2 separate regions of the Gossypium arboreum genome follow, and region 2 is linked to region 1. Evidence: chromatin contacts called from public Hi-C data. All regions are on one chromosome and are shown on one strand. Each heading gives the region's core, a stretch centred on a gene start, on an enhancer-like site or on the middle of the called end of the contact. The rest is flanking DNA. Distances are from core to core; before and after follow the strand shown. Region 1 holds the start of LOC108470639 (mitochondrial outer membrane protein porin of 36 kDa). Region 2 holds the start of LOC108472914 (protein NRT1/ PTR FAMILY 4.6-like).

The links. Hi-C and Micro-C count contacts between places; a contact is called where the count stands out from the background.
Region 2: a contact with region 1 is called in a Hi-C map of leaf, with 2.9 times the contacts expected there. The contact joins the promoter of LOC108472914 here to the promoter of LOC108470639 in region 1. A contact is called at or near these places in 2 of 5 Hi-C or Micro-C datasets (both in leaf).

What each region holds. Positions count from the first base shown.
Region 1 is chr3:56,462,597-56,468,512 of ASM2569848v2, reverse strand. LOC108470639 (mitochondrial outer membrane protein porin of 36 kDa) reads right to left here and starts at 1,909. Exons shown (of 6, transcript XM_017772002.2): 1 at 1,669-1,909; 2 at 1,522-1,589; 3 at 1,111-1,221; 4 at 832-918; 5 at 450-658; 6 at 1-281. The coding sequence starts at 1,717.
Region 2 is chr3:56,748,119-56,754,570 of ASM2569848v2, reverse strand. It overlaps LOC108472914 (protein NRT1/ PTR FAMILY 4.6-like), which reads left to right and starts at 3,052. Exons shown (of 5, transcript XM_017774479.2): 1 at 3,052-3,224; 2 at 3,397-3,502; 3 at 3,628-3,845; 4 at 5,208-5,648; 5 at 5,747-6,452. The coding sequence starts at 3,222.

The DNA.
Region 1 (5,916 bases), core at 660-3,159:
CGACTTTAGCACTCTTTTCAATTGCTCTGGTGTCCACCTCTCCAGAGATAGTGAAGAGGGATTTTGGGCGCCACTCATGCTGGATAAGAGCACTTGCTCTGCCGTAGTTGTTCAGTCGAGTCCTCACTGTGGTCAACGGGTCAAGAGCATGCTGTGTACCGATTGTGAGAGTGTTCTCATTACTTGAAAAGCTATGGGTCAGCTCCGCACCAACCGCTGTGTTCGTCAATGGGCTAACAATGTGGTAGTAGGAAGCATTAAGAGTGTCACCTTTATCATTTCTGTGGTTATCGACAAATTAACCTCATCAAAACCACAAGCAAAATAACAGAATACATGCACAAGCTACAGAAAGAAAAAACCAGTTTACTGGAAGTTCCATATGAAAATATGGATATGTGAATAAGTAAACTAAAAGTTAAAGCCAACTCCGCCGAGGAACTACATACAATGTTAGGGAAGCAATGAGGTCAGAATGGGTGAAATTCAGCCCAGCATTCAATTTGGTAAAGTTTCCACTGGCGGTGTCAAATGAGAGATCAGTCCCCACTGAGACACAATTGTTTCCAACCACCCCAGAGAAGTTAACAAGGGGATTAGCATTCAAACCAATGCTAGTGCTTATGCCGGCATATTCATGCTGGTATTGCAGTTCCACCTGTCACAATAATGACAAAGACCATGTCATGACCACATGATGAAACCTATAAGTTTACAGAAGTAAATGACAAACATAGCTACAGCTAGCTACCTAAACCAGGATGTAGAAAATGTTGGCATTATTGAAAAAAAAAAAAGGAAGTTAATGGCATGAGTAAGGAAGTCTATTACCTTGCCAGACCTTTGATCAGGGACAATAAAACTAAAGATTGTCTTCAATCCAGGTGCAGGTTCATCAACGGTAACAGTGGCAAAAAGCTATTGAAAAAAAAAAAAAACAGAATGAGATAATACTTAAGCCAAGACTGAATTCACCCTGACAATGAGTAAAAACAGTACAAGACCAAAACATTGCTTACCTTTGTATTCATCGTAATGAGATAGCATGCAATGATTATATGAACACGACCTTTAAAATTCGAAGACTTATCTAATTGTTCTACAACTTACATTAGACTTAGTGTCAACTTTGACATTGGTTGTGATGTTATTGTTCTTCAGCTCAGTACTTACATCAGCCAAAAGCAGTTCACCTTTCTTAATCCCAGTTGATGTGATTGCCTGACATAATTGAGAAGGGAAAAAATGAGCCAAAATCATAAATCTCTAGATCAATCATAAATTCATAAGATCAGATATTCATGCGAGCGTATTGGAAAAAATTATATACAAATAAGAGAATAACACTCGGAACAAATAAGAGAAAAAAATTCATATACAAATTAATAGGTTTTGCTAAAATATGAATTACGAATTCGTTTATGACAAAGAAAATAAATTAAAACAATCGGAACTGAAGAGAGCAGATGTTTCACCATATCATCTGGAATATTTAAAAATAAAATTAAAAGAAAAACTCACGACTCCATTGGAGGTATAAGTAGTGACAGTGAACTTGTGGTCGGCCTGGTAATCCTTGTAAAGAAGATCTGAAATTAAAACAAAAACAAAAATGAACAAAGGAAGCTGAAATGAAAAATAAACTATAAAAGGAGAAAAAAATTTCACCTCTAGACTTTTTTCCGATATCGGAGTAGAGACCAGGTCCTTTCCCCATGCTTGATTTCGCCGAGAAAATGGAGAGGAAAGTGAGAAACGAAGGCTGGTTGCGAAAGACAGGGATGGAAAAGAATAATAATAATAATAATAATCGAAAAACCGTTTAATTTGAAAATAAAAGGAGTTTTATGGACCGTTGATCATGAAGTGAGAAAGCCTTGGCCGCTGATATCAGGAATGGGCACATTGGGCAATTCGTCGCCTGATCACGTTTTTAAGTAGAAGTCTATTATTATTAGGATAAACTATACAAATGGTCATCTAATTATACCCACATTCTTATTTTAGTCACTTAATTTTAAAATTTTTCAATTTAGGCACTAACATTTGAATTATTTTTAGTTGCTCCCATGTTAATTTCTAACTGTTATAATAACACATTTAGTCCTCAATACTCACATATTCTATTAATTTGATCCTAATTTTAAATAATTAAATAAATTTAACCTTTCATATTTACAAATTCTATCAAATTGATCCTTAAACTTTCTAACCAAAGCTTCTAGCTTTCAAAGCAAAGGCAATCCACATCTATTAATTGTTTTATTTAGGTTGAAATTATCCAATTAATGTACATAACCCTTTTGTTTATATTTTTAAGAAGTTAGTGTTCAAAATGAACTAAACACTATTAAAATAATAGAAAATAAAAATTTAAAAATATATTATATAATAAAATTATATAATAATTTAATATTTGTAAGAAATAAATTTTCACTCTACTAGAATAATTTTAGTTTTTAATTAATTTGATAAATAATTTAACACTAAATTAGATTATTAATATATACTACTTATTGTGGATTTAAAATTAAAAATAAATAGTTACATGATAATCTTTTAATCAATTTATAAAATTTAAAAAAATTAATGAACAAAAGGATATTCAACTAATTCTTTCATTTTTTTTCTTATGATATAATTATTGATTTAACAATTGGATTTTTCAAAGCCATATTTTTTAGCTCTGAATTTAATTTTCAATTTCCAGAACCTACTTTGAGGACTATTTCTATGTACTTTGAAAGAAATGTCATATTGTTAACAATAAGAGTAAATCTAAAGTGTTCTTTTTTAACGTTTTTTCCATTTTCTTTAGTCAAATTTTTATCAATAAAAGGGCTATACAATACTATATTTAGAAGAAAACTAATGAAAATAAAAAGAAAAGGAGAGAAATGTTCAAGATAAACCAATTGGTATCTAAAATTGGCTCAGAAAATGGCTCATTAGTTGAGAGAAGTTTTTCTTTTTTTCTTTTTGGGTTTTACAAATTTATAGATGTGGATTGCCTCTATTTTAAAAGTTGAAAGCTTTGATTAGAAAGTTTAAAGATCAAATTGATAGAATTTGTAAAAGTGAATAGTTAAGTTTATTGAATTATTTAGAATCAAGCGGGTGACCAAAACAGGAACAAATTCAAATGTTAGTGCCTAAATTGAAAATTTGAAAGTTGGATGACAAAACTAGAAACGTGGGCATAGTTGAGTAATGTTAGAATTAAGTGATCCGAATCCTTATTTAAATAAAATACAGTGGTAAAATTAAATGAAAGTAAAATCCTTATAGAACTACACTTTTTATTATTATTTTAAAATAAGGTTTTTTAAACCTTAATAAACTTCATTTACTTGATATTGATTAGAATAAGATGTTTCAATCTTACTACACTCCTTCTATTAGAATATGGTTTTACAAGCCTATAAATAGACATAGCTTACTCTTTTTGTAATCATTCGAATTCGACATAGTGAATTATCTTCTCCTCTGCCCGTAGTTTTTTCCTGAAAGGGTTTCCACGTAAAAATCTGTGTGTTCTTTTTTTTCTTTTCTTTATCAACGTTCTACTTTTTTTCACAAATTAGTATCAGAGCTTCTGGGTTGTTCATCTCAATCATGGTAATGGCGTATTTGAAGTATGAAATTTCGCTGTTGGATTGCAACACTAGATTCGCGTTGTGGCAGATAAAGATGCAAACAGTTCTTGCACAGATGGACTTAGTTGATGCCCTACTAGGGACAGATTAGATGCATTCGACATTGACTGAGGAAGAGAAGAGGCGTAAAGATCGAAAGGCGTTATCATCGAAAAGCGTTAACACCGAAAGGCGTTAACACAATTACATCAACATTTGGCTAACGAAATTTTGCAAGATGTAATGAAGGAGAAAACCACCACTGTGTTATGGAAAAGGCTGAAACAAATATGTATGTCAAAAACTCTAACTAGCAAGTTGCATATAATGTAACACGCCTTACTCGTATTCTACGCCGGGACAGGGTCTGAGGCGTTACCAGACTTAACCATAAACATTCATACAAAACTGGGCCATAAAATTTGGACCAAATCAAATTCATCCAATCACATGCATATCGTCCCTTATACGGGCCCATGACTAAACCAAAAACTTTTGAAACTTTTACGACACTTAGAAAATTTTCGTACTTTGGAGAGTCACACGCCCGTGTGAGTAGGCTGTGTGGTCATACACATGCCCGTGTCGCTTGGGATACGCCCGTGTCCTCAACCCATGTAACTCTCTATTTATGACGTCATGCACAATTTGAGGTAACACGGCCAAGTCACACGCTCGTGTCTCAGGGCCATGTCCTTCACACAGCTAAGACATACAGCCGTGTCTCTGCCCGTGTGGCCAAGGAAATAACTATTTACCAAGCCATTTGCCACCCTCATTTTGCACATTCACATACACACTTTCAATTGAACTTAGCATGACACAATTAAGCTACCAACACAACCATAATCAAGGTTTCAACATATCAAAACAATTATTTACTGTTCATAACAAAACTGTCCACTTGAGTCATAGTAACAAATTTATTTATATCTTGAGTTATAGAACTCTAAATTAAAATTCGCTTGATTTTTCCGAAACTAGGCTCAAATATATGCCTACCATAAAATTTTCAGAATTTATGGTTTAGCCAATAAGTACAATTAATTCTTCAAATTCATCCCTATTTTGTTGTTTGACAGTTTCGACCTTTCTTCACTAAAGATTACTAATCTCTTAGTACGGGATTCGGATGATGTTCCCGTTTATTTCTCTTGAAATTAGACTCATTAAGAAATTAAAAATATAAATTTAAACCCCAAAGTATTTTTATACAATTTTTAATGATTTTCCAAATCAAACAGGGGAACCCAAAATCATTCTAACCTTGTCTTACAAAAATTCAAATATCTCATGAAATGAAACTATTTTGCTTACATTGTTTCTTCTATGTAAAACTAGACCCAATAAGATTTAATTTCATATTTTATTCAACCTCTAATTCGATTTCTACAATTTTGGTGATATTTCAAAGTTGTATTACTGCTACTATCCAAAATTGTTTTAATGCTAATTTTACTATTTCATGATTTCTTTGTATTAACTTTCATTTAGACATACATAACACCAAAGCATATCCATAACTAGCCATTCCAATAGCTAGTTATTAAAAAATATTTACATGCCATTCGTTGGCCAATATAAGCCAATTTACATGGCTACACATTACGTCAAATCTTTAACCATCACAAGCTAATATATTTAGCCAAATCATAATGATTCATACACCAAATGACTAAGTCCCTATACATGCCATAAATTTAAGAGGTTTGTATTCAATTTTACTCCGCGATGATAGCTTGATAATGTGATAACATCTCCGGTGATCTCCAACGCGAGCTAGTTTATTAACCTTATGAGACATGGGAAAGGAAAGGGGAGTAAGCTTCAAAGCTTAGTAAGTTCATATGCAAATAAGAACAACTATTAGCATTTATTTACTTTATCCATCCATGATGATACTATTATTACAATTTGCATTAAATCCCATGACTACCACTTACTCATTCATAATGCTTACTCTTTTATCTTACACACACTAATTATATTGTCTTGTCATTAGGCTAGCAACCATAATCTCCCCATTATAACATATCACATTATTAACAAGTTATTTCAATTTGCTTAACAACACGCACATCATTTACAAGTAATTATAATTTCAACATATAGCTTAACAATCTTTCACATATCTATTGAATCACAACTTAATTATATACATCGTACTATATCCCAACTCAATTAGGCTCATAAGCCTAACACATGATTATTTTCAAATCTAATCATACATCCATTTATCATAATTGTAGATCATTAGTCACATGACTATCAATATTTCACA
Region 2 (6,452 bases), core at 1,803-4,302, 280 kb before region 1:
CTTCAGCCACTACTTATACCTAACAAAGCTTGGTCAATGGTTAGCTTGGATTTCATTGAAGGATTGCCCAATTCCAACAAGAAAAACTCTATTCTAGTTATGGTGGATCGTTTGACTAAGTATGGTCATTTTGTGGCTTTATCCCATCCGTATACAGCTAAGGATGTAACACAGAAGTATTTGACCCATATTTACAAACTGCATGGCATGCCCGATTTAATCATATCGGACAGAGACAAAATTTTTGTCAGTCATTTTTGGCAAGAATTATTTCGAAGGGTGGGTACCAAACTCCTTTTGTCCACAGCCTACCATCCTCAAACTGATGGGCAGACAGAGGTGTTGAACCGATGCCTTGAAAATTATTTGAGGTGCATGACTAGCGAAACACCTGCTCACTGGTCCTATTGGTTACCTATTGCTGAGTGGTAGTATAATTCATCCTTTCATTCATCCATCTAGCTTACTCTATATGAAGCCTTATATGGCCAGTCGCCACCTACGCGCATGCCCTATTTAGCCAGGACTTCCTCAGTACTGGTGGTCGATAGAAGCCTACAATCTCGAGAGGCAGCGAGGAAACTATTGTAGTTCTATTTAAAGAGAGCTCAGATACGCATGAAGCTGTTTGCTGACAAACATTGTTTGGATAGAACTTTCCAAATAGGGGATTTAGTTTATTTGAGGCTGCAACCCTATAGGCAACAGACAGAAGAATTCTTAGTCAGAAACTATCTCCAAAGTTCTATGGACCTTTTCCTGTGATCCAAAAAGTGGGAGAGGTGGCATACACTCTTCAGTTACCACCGGGGTCTCGTATTCATCCCACTTTTCATGTCACTTAGCTGAAGAAACATGTAGGTGCATCATCTACTCAGGCTCATTTGTCATTGGTGGATATTCATGGAGTATTGCCAAAAGAACCAGTTCGGATTGTGGATAGAAGAATAGTCAAGAAAGGCAATATAGCTGTTACTGAAGTCTTAGTGGAATAGGCTAACTCTTTTCCAAAAGATGCGTCATGGGAGTCTCTCGACCTGCTTCAAACCAAATTTCCTCATTTTCATCCTTGAGGACAAGAATTTTTCCTAGGAAAGAAGTACTGATACGGGCTAGAAAACAAGGAGCAGAAAATAGAAGATAAAAGGAAAGAAGTTAGTTTAAACAGTTAACCTCATTTAATTAAAAGTAGAGTTTTGATCTTAAGTAAAACGGAGAGTTTTGATTCTAAGGTTAAAACAGTAAACGGGGCGCAGAACATTAGTGAAACGTTGCGTTTGGTTATAACAAAATTTTCCACGCTGTTCTTTTGTTATTTTCTCTTATTAAACATGAGTTGTATAGGGCAAGCAGTTATCAATATACAGATGAACATTTAGATTTCTCTCTTCTTCCTCGTTTTTCTTCTTCTCTCTCAATCTTCTTTTACTCTAAGTTTTTTCGCGCAACAAGGTGTCGTCGCCACTCGCTACCATCCTATGATGCCCCTGTAGCTCCTGTATTGCTTCCCTCAATCAGTCCTCAGCCTCAGGTAGTCGTCACTCTTCTCCGCGCTGTCTACCAACAACCACGCCGTGGAAATCAAGTTTTTAGAGAGAGTCGACATTTTAAATTCGATAATAATTGATAAGTTAGTTCTTTCTAATTAACTTTATTGTTGTAATAAAAACATTTTTTATTTCTCTCCCTGTTTGTCTTAATTTTCCTGTAAAATTTCAAAAAGAAAATGCTGCATGGTGATTTTTTTTACAAATGGCATTAATATCTAGAATTAAATGGGTAAGGTACTCAAACTGACTGAAAAAAAAATTGAAGTACCAAAAAATGGGTATAATATAGAGGGTAATATTTGAAATAAGCCTAACAAGAAAATGGATATGTAGTAGTATTTTTTACTCATGAGACCGCACATCCAATTTCTATCATCTTTTCATATCTTCAAGCATTATTGCACATAAGCTTGTCGGTAGGAGATTGGGAGCCATTAATATAATAATCCTCCATTGTATGGCTATTAGATTCTATCATGTCAAGCAATTAGCAATCGTCCAGCCGAAGTGATCTTATCACTACCCTTTGCTTCTTTTAACCACTGTTTTCAATTTGTTAACTGGGGATTCCATTCATTTGTGTAAACATTGGATTTTGGGTTTGGGGAAACAGTATTCATGATAATCACACGGCCACAAAAGACATTTTCATAAAGCTGCCGTATGTGTATATATATATATATATCCATGTCATCGTCATCCACTTGCTAAATTCCTGAGTGTACACGGACTAAAGAATATATTCTTTATCTTATAATTATATATAAATCAGAAAATTTTATTATAACAGTACTGGAAGGAGAAAGATATGGAAGATAATCAAAATGTCAAGTGAAAAATGAAACAAGATTAAAGATAAGTTTTATATTGTTGTTCTGATTCTGTAGTGGTGGAATCCGATTCTATAGTGGCTGCTTCTCGGTACACCAATACTCGATATCAACCTTGGCGCCCCTGGGAGATTCTTAAACCACTTAACCACTTGTGGTTGAACATGAAGACAGTGGTTTTTGTCAACGTTTGGCGCCACACCTCCTAAGGGGGCATTTATCGATCAGCTGCTCACTGTGTGTTGCTTCTTGCTGGTTTTGTTCTACTCCTCAAGGCGTGTACTGCTTTGTTGTTTCTATTTGCTAACTGAATTCATATTTTGTTGGAAGAAAAGACAAAAACAAATACTATCATTAGGCATCCGCGACGAAGGTTTTGGCTTTCGATGGTCAAAGAAAGAGAAAGGTACTTTTTTGTTTTTTTGGGTTCCTTTAATAATGGGTGGGGAGAATTTGATATATTTCTCTCCTAATCTTCCTCCTCTGAAGCATTTTTACTATAAGTTAGCAATCTTTAATACTATAAGTTAGCAATCTTTAATAAAAGAAACTTTGTTATTACAAAAATAAACTGTTCGTTAATATGATAATTTTCAAATAAAATAATAAAATGAAAGAATTCTTAGTATAAAACAAAAGGTTCCAAGGATGATGAGTCAAAAAGTAACTTATGTGAAGTGTGAAGACCATTCTCTCCTCCAAGTTGAAATGAAACCATCAAATGCTCTTCCCTTCCCCTCTCTTTAAATACCCCCACCACTCTCACCATGCTTTTCTACTCACACTCGAGATCAAATACCAACATAATTACCCAAGTTGAGAATAGGAGAGAGAAAAAACAATGGTGGGTTCCCCCCCCCCCCCGCCCTTTTAATTTTTTTATTTTGCTGCTCTTTTTATGTTGTCATCTCACTCATTATTCGTCCTCTCGTTGCTTCATTCAAAGTACAAACAACAGACAACAAACCTATGTTGCTTTCCTAGATACTATTACTAACTCGCCTTTTATTGTACAGGAAGGAGGATACCAGGATAATAGATGGGAAGGGTATGTGGATTGGAGGGGCAGACCTGCTTTAAGGGGCCAACATGGTTGCATGGTGGCTGCCTCCTTTGTCTTGGGTTAGTTACCTGATCTATTCCTTTTTGTTGCTTTTGACACAAATCAAGGGTGAGCTTCCGCTGTAGGCTTATTTTATAGGTTGGTTCCATCGCTTAGTTTAATGATAAATTTTGGCTGTACGTAGTTGTGGAAGTGCTGGAGAACCTGGCCTACTTGGCAAATAGTAGCAACCTGGTGCTGTATCTGTCAAAGCACATGCACTTATCTCCATCAAAATCGGCAAACTATGTCACCAATTTCATGGGGACAGCCTTCCTTCTGGCTCTGCTTGGGGGCTTCTTATCCGACACTTTCTTCACTACTTTTCACATCTACCTCATAAGCGCACTCATCCAATTCCTGGTACTCCATTTTCACACACTTATCTTTAGAACTCTCTATGTATTGTTTCATTATTGCACTTCATCCGCATTGTGGTTGTCATAAATAAAAGACACGGGCAAAAATCTGATAGTGTTCCCTCCCTGCGAGTTCGGTATAAACAAAAAAACCCAGTCCGCCTAGATACAACAACTAACGTGGCCTTAGTAAAAAATGTCAGTATATTTGTCCACTTTCTTTCGGATCCCAAAAGTAAACTAATTCTGAGATAATAAAACAGGGTCTGTTTCAATTCAACCTTCCATCACATATTGGAACTTCCAACAACAATCGGTTATGTTAACTATGCTTTCAAATGCCTCGTATTCCATTAAAGAAATTCCTTTTTTTCTTATCCATAAATTGGGAAGTGGGGCGAGTGGGTCCTGGAGTAGGCCAATGTTGGGGTATTAGTCATGGGACTTATCCTTACAAAGCCGACGCCTTGGGATTTTAGTTTAACGATAAGAGAGCTTTAGCTCTACACGTACCGCATGAGTGTCAAACAGTCGCTGGAGCTCCTACCCTATGTCGTACGTCTAATACACGGTAATTTTCAACTCTCATCCACCAATCACTGTACAGTATGTGGCTGGAGAAAGAGACGAATCCGAAGAAAATACTGGGAAAACCAAATCCATTTAATAATGGGTGCGTAGCTTTCTTCGAATGAAAAAGGGAAATGAAGCAAAGGTTGCTCATTTCATTTTAGGCAGGCTCATGAACCACGTGGGCGGCCATTGATAGAGCCCAAGCGAAACTTGAAAGTCTATTTAACTGAGAATCATGCTCACCCTGCACAATTCAATATAACAAAGCCATGTCGTCAACAACCCGGTTTCTTTACAGCAACATATCATTGAAATCTTCGCAGTGCAATCCTTGTGTGGCTAACGCCACATAACGGAAAAACCAAATTGAACGGCCCAACAAGTTGGACCTTAATGCTATCGGCTTTTCGGTTTAGTATGTGGAAATCAATCATATAGGGAACTGACGAATCAGTTTGATCCAGGCGTACTCATCTCCTCTTCCCTATCTATTGTACTCATCTCCTCTTCCCTATCTATTATACAACCTTGGATGCTGTGTATGTATGGATTTCGGACTTGAAAGTCTTTCTTATGTTTGAAAACTGCATGAAACCGAGTTTACCTAGCTGTATAAGGAATTGAATGCAAGCTTCATTTCTTCCCATGAATGCCTTAAAAGAGATACAAAGGAAAGAGAAAGGAATGCTTATTATGAATCAAAGTTATTCAAATTAATTGCTGGGGGACTTCTAAAGTCTACACACTTGCTAATTGAGCAGGCATGCCTAACCAATTGTGGTCCTTGAAACAGGGGTCGGTCATTCTTGCAATGCAAGCTCGGACTGCTTCCCTAAAGCCACGAGAATGTAGTCCATCAACCCCCTCCATTCCATGCCATGAAGTTGGAGGTGGGAAAGCAGTAATGCTGTTCACTGGCCTCTATCTTGTGGCGCTTGGTGTTGGAGGGATAAAGGGTTCCTTACCAACACATGGCGCTGAGCAGTTTGATGCCAACACCCCACAGGGAAGGAAGCAAAGATCCACCTTCTTCAACTACTTTGTATTCTGTCTCTCATTCGGTGCACTCATAGCCGTCACATTTGTTGTGTGGGTTGAAGATAATATGGGATGGAAGTGGGGTTTTTCCATCTCTACAATTGCAGTATTGTTGTCAATCGCAATCTTCCTTGCTGGTTCGGCTGTTTACAGGAACAAAATACCCTTTGGCAGCCCTCTTACAACCATTGGCAAGGTAAAAGCTACTTCAATTATCAGACCCCACCTTGATGCCATTCCTGTAATGAAGAAATAAGTTTTGTTTTTTGCTTTACTTTTGCTTTACTTGAACAGGTTTTGATTGCTGCTATGCTGAACAGTTGCATGAGCAAAAATCCAAAAAATGCCATTGCGAACCTGACAACGAGCCCTTCTTATCGAACTGAAACCAGCAAGGAAGGAGACCACCAAATCCCAACTGAAAGCCTCAAAGTCCTAAACAGAGCAGCGGTGAACAAGCCAGCTTACCCAGCACTTGAATGCTCAGTGCAGCAAGTAGAGGAAGTCAAGATCGTGCTTAAAATCTTTCCCATATTTGCTTGCACCATTGTTCTCAATTGCTGCCTAGCTCAGCTCTCAACTTTTTCAGTTGAGCAGGCAGCAACCATGAACACTAAGCTTGGTTCATTGAAAATTCCTCCAGCTTCCCTACCAGTCTTTCCCGTGGTCTTCATCATGATCCTAGCCCCGCTTTACGATCACTTCATTATCCCATTTGCTCGGAGAGTAACTAAAACTGAGATGGGCATCACTCATTTGCAACGAATTGGGATTGGTTTATTTCTTTCCATGGTAGCCATGGCAGTGGCAGCTCTTGTCGAAATTAAACGAAAAAGAGTAGCAACTTACTCTGGCCTACTTGACTCAACCAATCCATTACCCATTACATTTTTGTGGATTGCTTTACAGTACTTGTTCCTGGGATCAGCTGATCTTTTCACCTTGGCGGGGTTACTAGAATTTTTCTTCACCGAGGCGCCCTCAAGCATGAGATCCTTGG